Linked DNA regions of Mus musculus: region 2 is linked to region 1. The links are chromatin contacts, called in public Hi-C maps. All regions are on one chromosome and are shown on one strand. Each heading gives the region's core, a stretch centred on a gene start, on an enhancer-like site or on the middle of the called end of the contact. The rest is flanking DNA. Distances are from core to core; before and after follow the strand shown. Region 1 overlaps Slit3 (slit guidance ligand 3). Region 2 overlaps Slit3 (slit guidance ligand 3).

Region 1 (5,472 bases), core at 2,055-4,554:
CACAGGAGCACATGGGCACACTGCATAGAATCACAGGAGCACACAGGCACACTGCAAGAATCACAGGTGCACACAGGCACACTGCAAGAATCACAGGAGCACATGGGCACACTGCATGGAATCTCAGGTGCACATGGGCACACTGCATGGAATCTCAGGTGCACATGGGCACACTGCATAGAATCACAGGAACACATGGGCACACTGCACAGAATCTCAGGAGCACATAGGCACACTGCACAGAATCTCAGGAGCACACAGGCACAGTGCATAGAATCACAGGAGCACATGGGCACACTGCACAGAATCTCAGGAGCACATAGGCACACTGCACAGAATCTCAGGAGCACACAGGCACACTGCATAGAATCACAGGAGCACATGGGCACACTGCATAGAATCTCAGGTGCACATGGGCACACTGCACAGAATCTCAGGAGCACATGGGCACACTGCACAGAATCTCAGGAGCACATAGGCACACTGCAAGAACCACAGGTGCTCATAGGCACACTGCATAGAATCACAGGAGCACACAGGCACACTGCATAGAATCTCAGGAGCACACAGGCACACTGCATAGAATCTCAGGAGCACATGGGCACACTGCACAGAATCTCAGAAGCACATAGGCACACTGCAAGAACCACAGGTGCTCATAGGCACACTGCAAGAATCACAGGAGCACATGGGCACACTGCACAGAATCTCAGGAGCACATAGGCACACTGCAAGAACCACAGGTGCTCATAGGCACACTGCATAGAGTTTTGTTCAATGAAGGAACAAATGAATGTATGAATGGGCTCTCCTCAAATAATTACATTCTCTTAAGTCTGATTCCTGCTTCTCCTGCTCAGCTTCTCCTGACTCTGTTATTGATAGGATTTGAAACTTGCACCAGAAAATCCACCTCCGCAGTAAGACAATGCAGCAACTAAATGGCAGGTATCGGGGGTTTGCATTCAGGGGACCATGGGCACTGTTTATCTGCATCGTTTCTACACCCAGGAGTCAGGAAGCCTGCTGCTTAAGCATCAGGAGAATTAAGAAGAGTAGAAGCTAAACAGAGCCGTGGTTACAGAACCAAAGCAGTAGGTTAAATGGACTGTTCCGCACCCCAGCTGTATGCCGGGTATGTGCCCTAATTATCCCCCTGCGCCTCAGTTCGGATCCAATCCAAGCCCTGTGTGCAGTAAAACGGAACATTCAAAGCACTTAGCATGGTGCCTGGCACAACAAAGCTCTCCATAAAAGTTATCTCTTACTGTTACTGCGAACTCCAATGTTGATGCACAGGCCCAAGCCCAAGCCCTCCTTTGGCTGATTCTGCTCAGGACTAGCACGTGGGGAAGGAGGAGGGGGGCTCCAGGATGAGCATGAATTCATTGCTTATCCTTCCAGGCTGACCAGAGGGACTAAGCACACACATCCTGCATTGGGGACCTGAGATGAAGAGGTGTGCCTGTTGCTTCTTCATTTAGGCTACTAACCTCTTTAATTTTATTCTGACCGGGGGTTTGGGGGATAACGATGCCAGGACCATGGGGGGGCCTCCTGTCCTCAACATCTTAGTATTCTAGTTACATGTTATGTATACTATCTTGGAGATGAGTTACACAGGCTTAAACATAATGATCATTCCTGTTTCAGATTCACCTTGCACACACAAAGTTTTATATTGTTTTATACAGCATGCTAAATAATCTCACATTCATTTGATACAAGCAGAAGTTTTCTGAGAGGAGGGAACTTAGATGAAGAAAATACCTTCATAAGATCATAAGATTGGGTTGTGGGAAAGCCTGTAAGGCACTTTCTTAATTAGTGATTGGTGGGGAAGAGCCCTTCCATTGTAGGTGGGGTCATCCCTGGGCTGGTGGTCCTGAGTTCTATAAGAAAGCAGACTGAGAAAGTCATGAAAAGCAAGTCACTGCTCCACGACCCCTGCATCAGCTCCTGCTCCAAGGTTCCTGCCCTGTTTGAGTCCCTGCCCTGACCCCTTTGGTGATGAACAGTAATGCAGAAGTGTAGGCCAAGTAAGCCCTCTCCTCCCTAAGTTGCTTTTGGTGTAGACACCGAGCAGGACACATACTGTGGTCTGTGCACCCGTGTGTTCACTACAACTCACCACACTAGGACTGTTATGGAATTTTCCACTTGAGGCACCACATTGGCTCTCGAAAGTTTAAGATTCAGGGTCAGCGCAGAGTTTGGAATTTCAGACCATGGAATGCTTGCTCTACTTGTATGACCAGGGCCTCTATAAATTACTACATCTCATCTTTCCTAGGAACAAAAATGCCAACTCCTCAGAGAGTTCAGCCTCACAAATCATATCACCAATTTCTTTACGCTAAACAACTTATATAAAAATTATAACACACGGGTCAGTTTTCACATTGATTATTCATGTTACCTGTAAACTGTGTGATATGCTTCGGAGATAGAATGGGTTACAGGTTGAAAACATGGATTCCTGAGCCAACCTGCATGTCAAGCTTGCCTCTGGCCACTTAGCAGTGTCAGAACATTATGTAAATAATGGATCCCCCAAGAGCCTCTGCTTCTCTTCTATAGAATGAGCTAATAATACCAACCTCATGGGATGGCCACGGGGATGGAGAAAACACAAATGAGGTTCTAGACTGCTCTCTAGCGTACTACTCAGCGGCGGCCATTGTGCAGGCGCTTGCTCTTTACTCTCTGGTAATCACAGTCTACCTCCACTGCCAAGTGAGAAGCCTGACAGAGACTGGGCAGGCATTATACATTAGCAGCAAAGTATTGGGAATGGAGACCCAGGTCCTCTGAGTCCCGAGTCATATTGTTTTTTATCCCCAACCCAGTCTCCTACTTCCTGCTCAGCCTCTGCAGGGGTTCTGTGCCTTCATGTCCATTCACAGAAAGCAGTGGCTGGACCAGCTGGCCTTGTGGCTCATTCCAGCATATTCAGGCAAGGTGATGCTCCACCAAACAACCGCTTCTGAAGTAGCAGGACGGACAGGATGCTCTCAGTCCCTCAGAGTGTAGTCTCCTTAGCCACGTGGCCCAAAGAAATATTCTGTATTTAGGGGTATAATTTTTTTCAGCTTCTATTTTCTTTCCAGAGTCCTCAGTACATTTCCTAATTAATCACTCCCACTTAATTTCCTAAAGCAATCACATCCTCCCCACAGGCAAGCAGCCTCATCCCAGGCAGAAGCAAACACACACACACACACACACACACACACACACCAGCTGGCCCCTCAGCTACGTAGGAGTGTGTGAGCAGCCCTTGGACACAGCCCAAAAGTACCACAGAATCAGAAAAACAGCCTGGGGAGCTATAGTCAAAAGCCACTCTTCACAGCCTGGCCACATGTGGTTCCTGGTGAGCAAAAGGGACGATGGGAGTTAGTTCTCTAAGGAAAGGAAGATGTAGAAGACAAGGCCAGGGCTCAGAATGTAGGGACATATTCATGCGGCATCCACCCAGTGCTGCCAGGCGGCCTCACTCCACTGGGGCAGGGGCTCTTTGCTTTGCAATTGCTTTGTCAACTGACCATTCGTTGTATGACTTTGGGCAAGGGCTTTGCTTTAATGGTGCCATGGTCTCCCCATCTTTAAAATGAGAGCAGTAACACAGGTCATACAGTGAGGATGTAAAGCAGATATAACTGTTAAAAGGAGCCAACCCAGGAGACTAATGAATAAAGTTAAGTTTAAAAATTACCAGCAGGGTGTCAAACGGCAGCTGACACACACTTAGAAGTGACATTCCCAGAGGGAGTGGTGGGGACTGCGAGCAAACGGGCCTATGCCTCATCTAAAAGCCAGTCAGTGCCTGCCTGTTGTCAGACTTGTCAAGTTTTGAAAAAGACACTAGAAATAGATTTATATATGTATTCACCCAATCTGAAAATGCCGGCAAGAAATTAACATTAAAAAGTTCTGTGATGGGCTGGGGAAACGGCTTGCTCAGTACAGTGCTTACCACACAAGCATTAGGTTCTGCGTTTGATTCTCAGCCATGATTCATTCTCTCTCTCTCTCTCTCTCTCTCTCTCTCTCTCTCTCTCTCTCTCTCTCTCTCTCTCTCACACACACACACACACACACACACACACACACACACACACATAAGCTGGCCACAGAAACATATACTTGCACACTTGGGGCTGAGGAGGTAGGGACAGTATACATGGAGCTCACTGAACAGTCAACCTAACCCAGCGAGTGAGCCCCAGGTCTCCTACAAAATACCAAGCATATGAATATGGCACATGCATGCATGCACACATGACACATGCTATGTAAACCAAATACATCATACTGAAGACCTGGATCAGGCCTACAAGCTACTGATCTGCAAACTCTGTCAATGCCATGAATTAATGGAGACAAGGAAATATATAAAACACTCAGCCATGTGCGAAGCACATAGTAAACACTCAATAAATGGCACCCACAGTTGTTATTACCATTAGCTGCGGAAGCACGGAGCCCCCAACTGTGACAATGGACATGCTGTTTGGGTCACAGACAGCTGTGAGAGCCTCTGGGGATGCGACACATATTAACTACCATGCATTCACAATGTCTGCTACTTTACTGAAGCAACCACGCTTCAACTTGACGGTGCTTTTTAACCAGAGGGGACTTTCTTTTACCTCAGAGGATACCTAACAATGTCTGGAAATGCTTTTTTCTTGCCACAAAACAGGAGTTCTATAGGGATCTAATGCATAGAGGTCCTGGGTGTTGGTAGATAATTTATACCGAGCAGAGCAGCTCCATTCATTAATGACAACAAAACCAAACCCGTGATGTGAAGATGACCAAGGTGGAGAAGCGTTAGGTTGGATGGGAGTTTTTCATGCAATATGCTGTTTATGCAGAGGATTTTTATGAGAACCTTAAACTGCACACACAGGCTTCGCAGACTATAAGGAAGCTGGCTGTGGGCAAACAGCATCTGTAATTCACCCTGGCCTCAGGCTCCAGGCTCTACTTCCATCCCATCATCTCCTACAGCATCTTCTCATCATTGCCTTAGTTAGGGACATATCCACATGCTCCCTTAAAATCTCAACTGAAGATTTCACAGGTTGCAAAACGGGCTCCGGGGAAAGCGAGGACTCTAGCGATGAACTTCTTGAGGGAGCCAAGGTCAGTAGGCAAGTTGCAGGGCCAAAGCGAAATAGAATCTTCCAGAATCCTCTTCAGTCCTGATCCACGTCCCTCAGGAAGACATAATTCCATTTTGCTGTTGCCATGGTAATTATAAATCAATTTTGTCTATCCATTAAAGCAGTTACTCCATAGACTGTTCTCACAGAGCACTGTTGAACTCGTCCTAGTTCTCCTCCACGGATGTGAAAGTAATCAAATTTTTGTATGTTCTATGATTCTGGCTACATTCACGATTGCCCTTCACCTCAGATGGGATAAATAAGGGAGGTTAGATTGCAGATTGGCTGTCATGCA
Region 2 (5,472 bases), core at 2,018-4,517, 160 kb before region 1:
TGAGGGTCTGCACCATCTTCCAAAGCCAGGCTGCAACTGTTTATGGCCTGAGGTACAGAGATCTTCCAAAAACATTCCTCTCCCATCCAGGCTATGGGAGGCTAGCCACAAGCCTCTGGAACCGTGGCACTCAATGGCAAAGGCAGTGAGACTAGGGACAGAATGAGCCCTGGCTGGCCCTGTGCCTGACCCTGCCACGAGAGTGGACCTGCCACTTGCTGTGTTCTGTGCTGCAGTTTCCTCTAGACAGGTCTGTGAACCCTGGAGACATCCATTACTGGGGCTGGCCACAACTTGTCAGGGATCCTGTTACTCCGCAATCCAGTTCCAAAAACAATACCAGGCTTGATATATTAGCCCTGATTAAATTGGCCTGTAACATGCTTCTCACTTAATTCGCCTATTTTTCTTCTTGCCTCTCCAACTCTGGGCTCCAGCCCTGTTACGAAGAAACCCTTCTATTGGATCTGAACAAGGTGTACCCACGAAGCTGTGTCCACAGGGAGCCAGTATACATATATAACTACATGCCTTGTGTGAGCCTCTACATAAAGCTCTCAGGGAGGGAAAGCATCCCGAGGACCGACAGTAGGAAACAGGCGAACCCCGGAGAACCCCTCGGGAGAGGAAGCTCACACTCAGGCTCAATCATATTTTCCAATTTCCTCTTGTATATTTTCCCTGACATCTCAGCATAGGGTAACTCTGATGAGGGCTTCACCTGTCAAAATGCAAGGGCTTTAAACCCAACAGCCAACTTCACATAGGGGTCTTATTTAATCCTAAATCAAAGAGCCATTGAACGAGTGATGGACGTCCGATCCACAAATGGATTGCAGGATCGGCTTTCCCAGGAGCTGACTGGATTCATTCATCCCACTTTGGGCTGGGCTTCCATCGTTAACATCTTCCTCTGGTAGGGAGTTCCAGAGAGATTTTCTCTTAGTTTGGAGGGGTCTACTTGGCAGACCGGCCCTGCCTCCCCTGTCTGGTTTCTTGGTGACAACAAGATCCATCTGGAAGGCAGACAAGGTTGTCATAGCTCAGTCAAAAACCAGCAGCTCAAAGGAAACCCGAAAGTCCACAGGAAGAAACCTACAGAGATTCCCATGTTTAGAGGCAAAGCTGGCCTGCCCAGTGTTCTGGGCCCGCCCTTCTCATCATGCACCCTTCTTTATGGGGTACAACATTTTGAAAGAAACAAGCACAACATTTGACTGTCAAGAGAAGAATTAGTGTCTCGGAGAAGCACGGGGTATGATTGTATGTAATTGTTTTATGGGTGCTGGCACAGGTTCAGGGGAGAATGGGTTTTTAATACCAAATCTTTCCATTTCTCTTTGTTTTCCTGTGATTTGTGGGCTCTGTGAATGGCAGGTTTCTGGCAGATCTGCAATTCCGATTTCCCCTTTGTTTTCTCACGCTAGTGGAGTTCAGGGTTTCTTTTCTTTTCTTTTCCATGAGTCACAAATACTGTTTAATGGGAGTGGGAGATGGCTCCCCCCTCTCTCTCCCCCAGAGACGCATCGTTTGGTTAAACCGCACATAAATTTAACCTCTCTCTGACGAGCCATTAATGGTTCTAGTGCACATATATGTACATGCTCACACTGATTAAGAGGGCCGTCCTTTTCTCCTTTTAAACCATGGAACTAGTTGGGGTCCAACTCCCTGGCTGATTTCTATGAAAAGGATAGTTTCCAGCAATGACAAACAGAAGGGGCATGCCTAACTATGTGGAAAACACATTTTCCACCAAACATCACTGCTCTCAGCATTGAAGATGCCTTTCGGAGTACTATGACACGGTTACACTGTAAGAGGGTAAGAGGGGCCTCACAAAGCGCATGCAAGCTTGGTCTCCAGCGCAGTGATACAGGAATTGATAAAATACCTGAGAGTGGAGCGGGTAGAGTGACCTAAAGTCACTTACAGTATGCCCTTAATAGGGAATGCAAGACCTCGGTCCCTGGCTACTCATTTCATGATGTGTGACCTCTTCCCTGCCATTGTTATCCCCTATGACGTGACATGCCAGGGCCTCCTTGTCAGATCCTGTACACATACACACACACATACACACACACAGATTCCTAGACATGTGAGCTGAATAAACCTCTTCACTTTATAAAGTTGGTCTGCCTTGCCTATTTCATGATAATAGTTTTTTATTTATTTATAAAGACTCCTCCTGGTATCGTTAGTATATAAACCAGCAAGCGCCAGAGCAAAGAGAAGCAGGAAGACCAAGATTCAGAGATCGTGGTTGGCAGTTTCCTATTTGTGTTAGAATGTAGAAGCCACAGTATGGGGGACAGATGGCTGAGCACTTGGGTGCAGGGATGTCTACAAGACTATGAGAGACAGGGCTGAGGTCTGTGCTGCAGGCATGAAAGGGAAAGAGAGGCTGTTCTGTGGAGATTTCTTTCTGACAGCAGCTTCTTCATCACCTCCAGTGCAAGCTGGTCATTTAGAGGAAGCCAAGTGGACAGTCATTCTGGTATCAAAAGTATTGGCTCAACATATACAATCAATCCTCTAAACAAACAAAAATCACAAATCAGACAACACAAAACAATAACCAAAAGCCCAAACAAACCCGCCAATGTTGAATGCAGTCATCAAGTGACCCTGACTCTTTGCCATCTCTTCCTCGACCCCATTCCTAATGCTACTGTCTGCGCACCCCAAAGGCCCCCCACCTCCTCACAGTATGTGAAGGCATGCCATGTCCCAGACCTCACGGTAAACACTGAGGGTAAACACTGGCTTGCTTTCCAGGGCGAGTTGGAACAGCCGCACTGAAATGCCACCCACCCGTCCACGCGCTGAAGTTCCACGGAAGCCTTTCAGCTCCTGCTCTCTCCACAAAGAGCGCCGGGAAGATGGTTTCCTCTAGACTCTTCACATTTCCAAGGTCACCTGCATCTAGGGACAAGTCATAGGAGTGGCTAGGATGTTGCCAAAAGTGTCAGAGGAGGCAGCACCTGTCGGCCCCTAATCCAGGGCTGCTTGCCCTGTGCAGGAAACGTCCCTGCTGGGGTCCTTGCAGACACTCCAGCCAGGCCCTAATTAGTGCTGAGCAAGTGCTGCAGTCCCTGCCTCCTCTTGGCTGCCCATATGGCTGGACCCTGCCCCTCACCTCACGGCTGGCAGGAAAGATGAGAAGCCTGTCTGTCTCCTTTCTCTTCTTCACAGATCAACCATGCGGTACATTTCCCTCCCAGCCCAAGCCTGCACAGCCTGCCCTGTATATCCACCGGCTCAGCATTCACAGTGCCAACTAACCTTGAACTGAAAAACATTCAGAAAACAATTGCATCGCCACTCAAAGGCCCAGCCCTTTTCTTTTGGTCACGATTTCCCTAAACAATGGTAGTATACGGTGACTAGTTATGTAATGTTATATTTTACACATAACCTAGAGATGATTTAGGAGATATGAGAGGAATGACTTGTTAAAGGTAAATGGTGTGCCATTCTATAAAAGGCTGGAAAGTACATGGACTCTGATATCTACCGGAGGAGCACTGTCCTTACAGCCTGTCCCTCCCCGCCCCTGTAGTCTAAGGGACAATTGCACTCTGGAACCTAGAACCTAGGAATGTTGGAAGAGGACAGAACAGAAAATTCAGCTTCCCTCCCACGTTTTCCTGATCTAACTGTGCCTCTCGGCTTTACTGAAATTCTTAAGAGCTGTGGCTGGGCCCATCTGCCTGTTCCTTAGTGCTGTAACCCCGGTCTTTCATTCCAAGTAGATGGAGACATGGGCTTGACATTTCTGAAACCCTAGAGAGAACTATTCTTCTTCTAAGCTGTGGGCCTTGAGGATGGTGAAGGGACTGCTTGTATTTCTGTCTGGTGATAACCTCTCCCACAGGGTGGCAGCTCCAGGAAGGAGGCCACTGTAGGACTCCACAGAATGACAGACGCAGGCCCCCAGCCATGTCTTGGATCACAGGAGCCTGGGAATACAATGGGATTAGAGCCATCTTCTCTGTTTGAGTCTGGCTACAGAGGCAGGAAAAATAACCACCTGGCTCTCTTCTCTCCCGCCAATGAGATTTTAATTCCTCCCAACTCTCCTACTTCAGGCCTTGGCTCACATCGTGTCCTCTGCCTGGATTCCTGTGCCAACTGCCTCCCAGTGTGGTCTTAGCTGGCTTCCTTTTCCTCTTCCTCTCAGCTTATGTGTTTCTGCTTCTGAGAACCTTCCCTGTCCTCACTGGCCGGCTCAAAGGCAGCTCTGGGCTCTTCCACCACCACACCCCATTCTCTCTTCAGGTTTACCCCCACCACCACCACCACACTGCAGTTATGTTCTGTTACCGTAAAGTGGGGTACCCAGTAACCGTGCAGCGGACCTTTGTGGAATAAGCTCTCTAGGCAGATGGCAAGACAGTTGTACTCATAGATGAAAGGCTACGATGGAAGACAAGAGCTTTCAGGGTCAGGTAGCCTGCGTTCAAGTCTCAGCTATGACATCAGGATGTGGGAACCATAACATATGACAAAAAAAGCCTTGGTGGACTCATGCACAGACTAGGCACAGCATGCCCCAAGGGCCAACAGGAAACTACTCCTACTGGCATGGGGTCCAGAAGGGTTTTCCCAAGTCATTTTTTCAGGCTATGGAAGATGCCAGGTTGGGGGTGTGACAGATGGAAAAGAAGGGCAAAAGACGAGATGGATTAGTTTGTAATTAATTAATTGCAATAATTTACAATTATTGTAAGACTGAAAAATGGCATCTTCAACTATACATTTGAAACCCCAAGTTCTCTGAGATGCATAGAGTGCCCATCTATTTTTCATTCCTGTAACAAAATACGAGAGGCAGATTAACTTTATAAAAGAAAGGTTAGGGGAGGCAGGGCATGCCCAGACTTACAGTTCTAGAGACTGGAGTTCTAGAGGCCTCCTTTTGTAATTGTCTTCTTGTTGGTGGTCCTCCTGTAGTAAGTGCCTAAGTATCCCGTGACAGAGAGTGTAAGTGTCTATATCTACATGTCTGTCCTTATAACGCCACCATGACTCAATCACCAGGCTTCACACTGATGGCCTTTGTCTAAACCTAGAACTTCCTAAAGGCCTTATTCTAAACACCTCAGGCAGATCTGTGTGGCAACCTGAGTGGTTAGCACCCCCAGGCATTTGTTTTCCCCGTCTATGGTAGGTGGCCATCATACTTCTATGGAGTGGTGCGTGTTTGTGTGCCAGTGTGTGCATATGTTGCTGCAGGGCCAGTGAGGCTATAGTACGCAGCAACGCCTGCGGTTTACATGAGGTGCTCGCAACACCTGCTCTTAGTGGCTCTCAGAATTCACCCCTTTCCAGATCTTGATTTTGCAACTCTTTAGTCCAGAACTACGAGGCAATACATTTCTAGTGCTTGTTTTTGTTTTTTTAAATGCCACAGAGTTTATGGCCCTTTGTGAAAGCCAACAAAGACAAGAAAAACGGGTGACTGTG

The links. A called contact is a pair of places that touch in the nucleus more often than the background predicts.
Region 2: a Hi-C map of cerebellum shows a contact between it and region 1, with 1.6 times the contacts expected there. The contact joins two enhancer-like sites. A contact is called at or near these places in 1 of 484 Hi-C or Micro-C datasets (cerebellum) and 1 of 115 datasets of contacts at active chromatin or transcription factors (kidney).

The regions. Positions count from the first base shown.
Region 1 is chr11:35,140,698-35,146,169 of GRCm38.p6, reverse strand. The region is part of intron 1 of Slit3 (slit guidance ligand 3); the gene reads right to left. Among named protein-coding and RNA genes, the nearest start is that of Slit3, 22 kb to the right of the region's middle. Within about 2 kb of position 3,304, at least 25 of the 459 cell types and tissues checked have an H3K27ac peak or open chromatin away from gene starts, as enhancers often do. A contact at or near this core is called in cerebellum, where this site is marked.
Region 2 is chr11:35,302,961-35,308,432 of GRCm38.p6, reverse strand. The region is part of intron 4 of Slit3 (slit guidance ligand 3); the gene reads right to left. Gm46277 (a long non-coding RNA gene) reads right to left here. Exons shown (of 2, transcript XR_003949657.1): 1 at 1-5,472. Among named protein-coding and RNA genes, the nearest start is that of Gm46277, 18 kb to the right of the region's middle. Within about 2 kb of position 3,267, at least 14 of the 459 cell types and tissues checked have an H3K27ac peak or open chromatin away from gene starts, as enhancers often do. A contact at or near this core is called in cerebellum, where this site is marked.